3 separate regions of the Mus musculus genome follow, and regions 1 and 2 are each linked to region 3. Evidence: chromatin contacts called from public Hi-C and promoter capture Hi-C data. All regions are on one chromosome and are shown on one strand. Each heading gives the region's core, a stretch centred on a gene start, on an enhancer-like site or on the middle of the called end of the contact. The rest is flanking DNA. Distances are from core to core; before and after follow the strand shown. Region 1 holds the start of Tsr1 (TSR1 20S rRNA accumulation). Region 2 holds the start of Pafah1b1 (platelet-activating factor acetylhydrolase, isoform 1b, subunit 1). Region 3 holds the start of Derl2 (Der1-like domain family, member 2).

Region 1 (2,700 bases), core at 89-2,588, 3.9 Mb before region 3:
TATCGGACACTCTAACCTGGTCTTGCATATGTGAAAAACCATCGATGTTTCAAGCTAGGGCACAGAAGCATAAAACTCTGGGTGCTTCCCCGTTCACTCAAATACACCGTTCCCAAGTCTTCATTCTGAAGCAGTTTAAATGCCTCTGGAAGGGAAATCCTGCTGTGCAGAGGCACCACCAGCACCTGATGTGGAGGACCATCCTTGCTGCCCAGCTGCCTCTTCTCGGCCAGAACCTAGCAACACAAAGATCCAAGAATACCTCAATCATTTGCTTCACTATTCTATCTTCAAATATACAGGTGCTGTAACCCCAGGGCAGAACTACTCCCCTTTCTGTTGCTTTGTAAAAGTACCAAGGTAATTTTATGTAACGTAAAACATTAGAAAAGATCAGAGCAGGCCGGGCGGAGCTGGCGCACGCCTTTAATCCCAGCACTCATTTCTGAGTTTGAGGCCAGCCTGGTCTACAGAGTGAGTTCCGGGACAGCCAGGGCTACACAGAGAAACCCTGTCTCGGAAACACCACCACCCCCCCCCAAAAAAAAAAAAAAAGAAAAGAAAAAAGAAAACATCAGAGGAGCCAGGTGTGGTGGCCCAAGCCTTTTAACTTAACACTCAGAAGGCAGAGGTAGGAGGATCTGAGTTCTAGGCCAGCCTGGGCTACACAGTGAGACCCTTTGTTTAAAATAATCATGATTTGCAAAAGAGCAAGCCCGTATAAATAAAGATGAGGAAGGACCAAGCATTCTCTCGTAAAAAGCCACGTGTATGGATGTGCTGTCAAGGAGTTTGGCAGGGCCTCGTTCTAAAATGAACACTGCCTGAAGGTACTCTGGGTTTACCTCCGTTTTCGGCCCATTTCCGTGTCCCATTTTCTAGTTTGAGACTTTACCAATCTCAAACCATAAGCTTCCCCACCCCCGCTTCTACTCACCGACTCCCTCTTTTGCTTTCGGAGCTGGCTGGCGCGATGCCTCTGGTCTATTCGGCTGAGCTGCCTCTTCAGCTTCTTGCAGAGGATTTTCGGTCCTACCCGGCCTGGAAGGCAGATCGGAAGTGGCTGCTCTTCTCCTCTCAGTCAAATCAACCAACAAGAACCTTCCTGCGCCGCTTAAGAGCCTTGGGCAAGGGTCCCAAGTCTAGTCTCGGTGTGGGCACGGGTACCGGCTAAGCAGCCCCTCTCCCTCCTGTCTACTCACCTTTGCTGTCCCGTTGTGCGGACCCACCGCCGTGATGCCGCCCGCCTTTATGAGCTTTATTCTGCTGCTTCAGCGGCCCGGAGCGGTGAGCCGCCATTCTGCAGTCCACGTGTGCACCAAGTGAACTCTACTTCCGGGCGGACCCGAGCGTTTCCGGCCCTGGGGACGGACTTCAGGCTTAGCACTTCCGCGACCTCTCGCGAGGTTTTTTGCCGCCAGCCTGCAAGCGCAGCGCCCTGAGTGTCCGCAGAGACGTCGTGGTGCCTTTTCCCACGCTGCAGTCCTCTGCTGAGAGATGGAGGATGCCGGCAGGAGTCTCCCGGCTCCGGCTCTGGATTAGGAGGTCAATTTTGCGCCCATCTTTCCATTTTTGCACGCTTCAGTTGCATCACGTGGGAAGAAATAAAAGTCTTTTCACGTAGACTATTGCACGCCGCTCTCTGCGGTCCCAGTGAACTGTACAAAGGGGTGACATTTGTACCTGAGTGGCCTTTCCTTTCCTCTATTACTCTAATTTCCAACGCGAAGCACTTAGAAGGGGCTCGTGTCACCGGCTCTGGAATGTCTCTTATTCCAACTCGCGCCCCCCTCTTCCCACAAATCTGCAAGATGAACCAAAGCGGATGTCGGCGACCCGGAGGAGGGCGAAGACTTCCCCTTGCGCTCGGGCACCTGTTCTTAGGAGCTCACAGTCGGGTCCTTGCTTTCCTCCTGCAAGCTTTGCGACTGAGCTGCAAGTAATATATGAACACTCCACAGGATCCGGAGGAGTGACAGGACCAGGTTCGAACCACAGTGACGCAGAGCCGAGACCCTGGCTCCGTATAGCTCCTCTCCCAGGGGCCAGAAGTCGGGAGCGGTCACGGTGGTTGAGGTTTGCCCAGACACAAGCACATTCCCAAAGTCCGCCCGCTGCGCGGCGCAGGCCGGAGCGGCTGACTTCCCAGCGCTCACAATGCGGGTTCGCGCCCTCGGGGCGGGAGCCGGCCAGTCGCCATGACAACCGTCCCTGCGGCGCGCGCCCGGCCCCGACGCCCCCAGGCGTCCGCACCCGCCCTTGACCCCCCCCCCCACCTCCCCAGTTGCGGCGCACACACCCCCTCCCTGCCGGCAGTGGGAAGGGGCCGGGCCTGCTGCCTGACGTCTGCGGGGCTCGGAAGATGGCTGCGGAGCTGAGCACCGGGCAGTGGCTGCGGCGGCTGCAGGCGGGGAGCGCAGCGGGCGGGGACTCCGCCTCGCGTGTGGGGCGCTGAGTCGGGAGGCGCGGAGGCGGTGAGGGCGCACCGGGGGCTCGGGGGGCCACTCGGTGCCACCTGCCCGCCACCTGCCGCACCATGGGCAGCGCAGAGGACGCGGTCAAAGAAAAGCTGCTGTGGAACGTGAAGAAGGAGGTACGGTCCGGGGCAAGGTCTCAAGGGGCTCGCACCCCTCCCGCGCTGGCTCGGGAGCAGAGAGGTGGAGGCACCCACGCGCGCGGCTGCCAGCCCACCGTGCCAGG
Region 2 (2,700 bases), core at 123-2,622, 3.7 Mb before region 3:
ACAGGGTTTCTCTATGTAGTTGTCTGTCCTGGAATTCACTGGGTAGAGAAGGCTCTTGAACTTGGAAAGATCCACCTGTCTCTGCCTCCAAAGTGCTGATATTAAAACACCATGTCCAGCTTTAAATCATTATTTTAAGATAGGGTCTTACTATATACACCATGCTGGCTTCAAACTCGTGGCAAGTCTCCTGCCTCCGTCTCCTCAGTGTTAGCATTACAGATGTGAGTCACCCTAGCTTGTTTATTACTATCATCATTGTTTTTTGTTTTTTATAAAAAGGATGCTCCTGAGGCTTGCAGAGAACTTCTGGGCTCTTGCTGGTCTCCTGCCTCCTGAGTAGCTTGGGCTACGTGCCATGTGCCACTTTGTTTGGCTACTGGGTTTATTTTATACTGATACTGAGGCCAAAAAGAGATATGATAATTTAGTCAAGGTCACATTCCCAGTGGTGACACCAGGATTCATACTGGAGACATTAACTCTGCAGCTTCCCAAGTGATTTTTACAGTATTTACCTTCATCGAGGGACGCAATAGAATCAGTTAAGCCTCAGTGCTGGAAAACACAAGTGGATAATGAAGTAATCTCATTCAATACTTAAATATCCTATATTGAATAATTCAGAGCCCCAAACCTTCCCTTTCAAAAATCAAGTGTCTCTTTGTGGAATAAATTGACATCAAATCCCCCCAGATTTGTCATCAATATACAATTCATAATATAATAAAACACAGACATGTCTTGTAGAGAATAAAGTTCCAGGTCTTTCTGTGGATTTCAGTTTCCAGAATCTCTGATGAATACATGTGACTAAGGAAAAGAATAGCTGAATCACATCTACAGGCGATTCCTTCCGATTAAAAATCTGTACCAGAAAGGAACACAAGGCAATCCATCTGCCTTTTAACCTCAACAGCTCTTCTGCCCAAGCCCACCAATTTACTTTGGTCCTTTTGGGTGGGTGGGTAGGTGGGGGATGGGGAATAATCCCACAGGCTAAGGCAGAAAGGAAGCATCCTGGCTTGGCTCCTGCTCTAGCCAGCAGGGGCCGAAATGCCAGTGCACCGGGTACCCGCGGTCCGCCGGGACAGCGCAGTGACCGCTGAGGCAGAGCAAGAGTCGTGATGGACGCCAGCCGTCAGGCAGTTTAGAGCAAAAGGGAAGCTTCCCAAGGGATCAGGGGGCAGAAGCGAGAAAAGCCGCGGACGGGACGCAAGCTCGCCGGTCGGCTCGGGTACAGCCGCCAGCTCACCCTGCGGAAGGGCGCGCGGCCCAGGCCCAGGCCCAGGCCCAGGCCCGGCCCGCGCATGCGCCGCGGGCCCTCCGCTCCCCTCCCTCTTCCTGGCGGGTCTGGGGCGGCGGCGGCGCGGTGACGTCAGGGCGTTGGGGCAGCTCCTGTGACAGACGGAGCTGGAGCGGCGGGGCGGCGGCGGAGTCCGGCGGCCGAGATAGCGAGTGAGGGAGCGAAGGAGCAGCGAGCCGAGAGTCCAGGGAGCGAGGAGGACCCGGAGGGGAGCGCTCAGGCGCGAGCGAGAGGACGAGCGAACGCTGGGCTAGGGCTCGAGCCCCGGAACGGCCGAGGAGCCCGCCCGCGGCCCTCCCCTCCCCCTCCCCGGGACCGGGCCCAGCGCGCCATCCTCCCCCTCCCTCCCTCCCTCCCTCCTTCCTCCCTTCCCTCTCCCTCCCCCTCCCCCGCTGGTGGATGGGAGTGAAGGACGGAAGAGGCCCTGCGGAGGCGGTGGTGCAGCGCTCCGGTAAGGCGGCGACGCTCTGCGCCCTCCCCTCTGTCTCTTCCATCGCGCTCGGGTGGCTGCGGGCCGGGCCGGCGGCCTGACGATGTGGCTGCGCCGGTCCCCTCCCTCCCATTCTCCCCTCCCCCTGCCGCCGCTGCCTCCTCCTTCTTCTTCTCCTCTCCTCGCTCTCAAAATGGCGGCCGCGACGGCCGTTGAGTGAGAGGCACCGAGGAGGGGGCCCTGGCCTGGGAGGGCGCTGCCCTGGCTCCGGTTCCTCCGACCCTGGCAGTGGGCTACTCAGGCTGCTGAGGGTTCAAGCCGTGGCCTCTCGGGCGGCATCGCCCTCCTGCCGCCGTGACTTAGCAAGAAAAGTATTCTTGGGTGGGAAGGGCGTGGATAGCAGGTCGCTCTCTGATCTTGGGGAAAGGGCTCAGCCCTCCTGGGCCGCGGAAGCGAACCCGCAGTCCCCACCCCTCCTTGGCTGGCGACTCGCCGCCGGGGCTCCAGCAGCTACCAGGCCTTCCAGGCGTCGGGTTCTCCGCTTGTCCTTAGGTTGAGGGTGGACCCGGGGAGGATGGCCCGCCGCTCAGGCCCTCGGCCCCCCGGTGCGGTGGTGGTCCAGCCTCTGCATTCAGTAAAGATCTGCAGCATCCACCCACCGAATCGGGCAGGATTTTCCTTTTTGCTACTGACTCCTCGCACGGGAGTTGTCTTTTGACGTTGCTAACACTGAGCTCCCAGGTTCTCGATCATTCCCTTCATCCCATCTCTCCACTCCATTAGGAAACGCTGTGACTATTTACCCTCTCTAGCCTCCCAGGTGAGAAAATGTTTTTTTGAGACGGTGGGCTGATTTCGTCTCCCAAGAGGAAAGAATTTCAGTCTTGAGATAGGAGAAAGCAAGGTGCCTGGCTTTATTTGTTATCCTGCCTGCTTTTTCCAGTGACTTAGCAAGAAACTCCTT
Region 3 (2,700 bases), core at 169-2,668:
GACTTTCCTAAAGACTGTATTTTCATTATCTGAATAGATTGGTCATCTGTTACAAATTACCCAATCAACTGACCACTTGCACCCTATAATTCTCTTAAGTTTGCACTCTAACTTTGCCTCCAAGTTTTCACCATTCCTGGATTGATGCGCCATGATTACATAACCAAATACCTACATCCAAACTTCCAGTTTTGAGAAAAGTTCCAATGTTGCCTTTTCTCTGTTGGACACTGCCAATGCTATAATGAGGCAGTAGCTATAAAGATGCAGTTTTACCAACAAGTTGCTAAGACCACTCCCCAGTGTTTGCTCCCATTCTACGTTGTCCACACTGGCCTAGAACTTCAGGATGGAACAAATCCTCTGGCTTCAGCCTTCAGAGTGGCTAGGAGCCACAGGTCGGTTCAACTACTTTCAGCTTTCTAGTCTTCCTTCTAAATGCCATTCTCTCCAACTTTTTACTTGGTTCCTACCAGTCTTGACGGTCGCATTTTTTTGTCCCACAATTTTTAAAGCTTCTTTATAACTTACTGAACACGTCTGCCACGGTCAGGATAGTCTTTGCTCCAGCCCAATCTAATTCTATTTTCTTTCCTTCAAGTAAGCATGCAGTAGGCGCAGATTCCAGAGCCAGTTCGAATACACATCCCTGAAGAACCGCCTCCGCTTTCCCTTCATCTACCGTCTCTTCTCTGCTAGATTAGAGTTCCTGCGGCTGAAGATAAACATGAGAGGTCCTCACACCGTCTCGACGAATGTAATGGACTTCAGAGCCTACGACCGCCACAGACAAGGCCCAGAAACCGCAGAACGGGAAGCGCTTCCTTCAGCTCCAGCTCCCGTACTACCCCGCGGCCGCGATGCATGCCGGGAACTCTAGGTCTCCGTACCCAGGCCGGCCAGACCGGAGGGATTCCCTACAGAACGCTCCGCCGCCCCGACGCCACTCCTCGGTCCCGCCCTTTCCGCTCCTCCTCGGAGAGCACACAGCCCCTACCGAAGCGATCCCGGGAGTGATGGATTCCGCCCCACACCGGCTTCCCGCCACTTCCTTCAAGCTACACTCAGCGGCTGGAAGAAGGCGGTAACACCGGCTCCTCCGAATCGACTGAGACCTGCCTCTGCGAACGAACGCCAAGGCGGGCTGGATCGCACTCCTGATTGGCTAGCCGTGGGTCAAAAGGAGCCACTGCGATTGGTAAAAGGAAGGCGACAAGGAGGGAAAGCTAGCTGTGGCCGGCAGGGATTGGCGGACGGAACTGGTCCTTCTCTCTGCGTTGGTAGGCGGAGAAGTAAGGATGGACCGACGCAGAGGCGCAACTCTTGATTGGTGGGTGAGCGGCCCCAAGGCGCCAGCGATTGGTGGCTGTCCGAGTACGCAGCGCTGATTGGACAGGAGTGGGTAGGCTGAAGGCCAGCTTTGAGTCCGCCCCGCCGCCTGGCATACTGGCGGAAGGGGAAGGGGGGCAGGCGCGGTGGGAAAGATGGCGTACCAGAGCCTCCGGCTGGAGTACCTGCAGATCCCGCCGGTCAGCCGCGCCTATACTACCGCCTGCGTCCTCACCACCGCGGCCGTGGTGAGCAGCTGTGGCGCCACATCCTCTTTTTCCAGGCTAGCTATGACTGCGTCTTCAGAAAACGGGTTTGGGCCGCGGAGAAGCCCAGTGGGTCTGGTCCCAGGGGTGGGTGGAGACATCCGGAGCTGACTCTAGGGTTTGGGATATTCCCAAGGGTGCCAAGCCAGTGACCTGAGAAGGGTGTGCCCCTTCGTGAAGGGCCAGGTCAGTTTCAGACAAATGAAATCCAGACCTGTAGTGAATCAGAAGTGCGGGAGCCGCCCACCCAAAAATGTGTCTGAGAGGTCCAGGTGACTAGTGGGAGTGAGGTCCGCTAGGTTCACAGACTATTATATTGAGTATAGAAATCTCGAGCTATCTGGAAACATCTTTCAAAAGACGGCCTATGGATATAAGTGTCTGGCCGCTTGTACCTATCCCTAATGGTAGCAGGGTCTTAGTTAAACCCCTTATTCCGAGTTGTCTCACCTAGCTGAGGTGGTGACCACGTGACGCACAGATTTGTAAAAGATGCTGTTGGCTTGTCTCTAAAATATGCTCACCCGCCTGCCTTATAGCATCCTCAAATATTGCAACATCAAACTGACATTGTGTGTTTATACAAAACGGTTGTGCAAATTCTAAAGAATCTCTTACCAGCTGTCACAAGCAAGACAGAAATGTATTCCAAGGGACAGAAATGATTAGATCTACTCATCCTTCGTGGTTCATGATGAAATTTTGTTTTGCGGTTGATCGGCTTCAAGAAGCTCTTTTTCCATTTCAGCAGTTGGAATTGATCACACCTTTTCAGTTATACTTCAATCCTGAATTAATTTTTAAACATTTTCAAGTAAGTGGTCTATATAGCAACTGTGATTAATGTTTTCATTATCTTTTTTTTTTTCGTATCGTTTAGTAAGTAGTAAATCCTGTGAAATAGAGTCTCAAAAAAAATAACCCAGTAGGGGAATCTCTGATTACAGGTCTTTTTGAGATGTAAAGAGGGCATTCCACAGCCTGGTTGGACTCTAGAATGGTTTGAGAGCTGCTAAGTATTTGGGAACTCCTTATATACCAAACTAGAGTTGCCAGGGGGGAGCCAGGTGCAGACAGAGCAAGCAGGAGGATGGCAGGTGCTGGA

What was found. Promoter capture Hi-C pulls out the DNA fragments that hold promoters and counts their contacts. Hi-C and Micro-C count contacts between places; a contact is called where the count stands out from the background.
Region 1: a Hi-C map of B cells shows a contact between it and region 3, with 5 read pairs. The contact joins the promoter of Tsr1 here to the promoter of Derl2 in region 3. A contact is called at or near these places in 2 of 39 promoter capture datasets (cranial neural crest and liver) and 1 of 484 Hi-C or Micro-C datasets (B cells).
Region 2: a contact with region 3 is called in a promoter capture Hi-C map of pre-B cells. The contact joins the promoter of Pafah1b1 here to the promoter of Derl2 in region 3. A contact is called at or near these places in 4 of 39 promoter capture datasets (cranial neural crest, frontonasal cranial neural crest, maxillary cranial neural crest and 1 more).

The regions. Positions count from the first base shown.
Region 1 is chr11:74,896,718-74,899,417 of GRCm38.p6, reverse strand. It overlaps Tsr1 (TSR1 20S rRNA accumulation), which reads right to left and starts at 1,338. Exons shown (of 15, transcript NM_177325.3): 1 at 1,203-1,338; 2 at 938-1,041; 3 at 17-236. The coding sequence starts at 1,299. Sgsm2 (small G protein signaling modulator 2) reads left to right here and starts at 2,349. Exons shown (of 23, transcript NM_197943.3): 1 at 2,349-2,593. The coding sequence starts at 2,537.
Region 2 is chr11:74,723,056-74,725,755 of GRCm38.p6, reverse strand. It overlaps Pafah1b1 (platelet-activating factor acetylhydrolase, isoform 1b, subunit 1), which reads left to right and starts at 1,372. Exons shown (of 11, transcript NM_013625.4): 1 at 1,372-1,757.
Region 3 is chr11:71,018,021-71,020,720 of GRCm38.p6, reverse strand. Derl2 (Der1-like domain family, member 2) reads left to right here and starts at 1,418. Exons shown (of 7, transcript NM_033562.4): 1 at 1,418-1,577; 2 at 2,344-2,409. The coding sequence starts at 1,485. Mis12 (MIS12 kinetochore complex component) reads right to left here and starts at 1,110. Exons shown (of 3, transcript NM_025993.3): 1 at 532-1,110.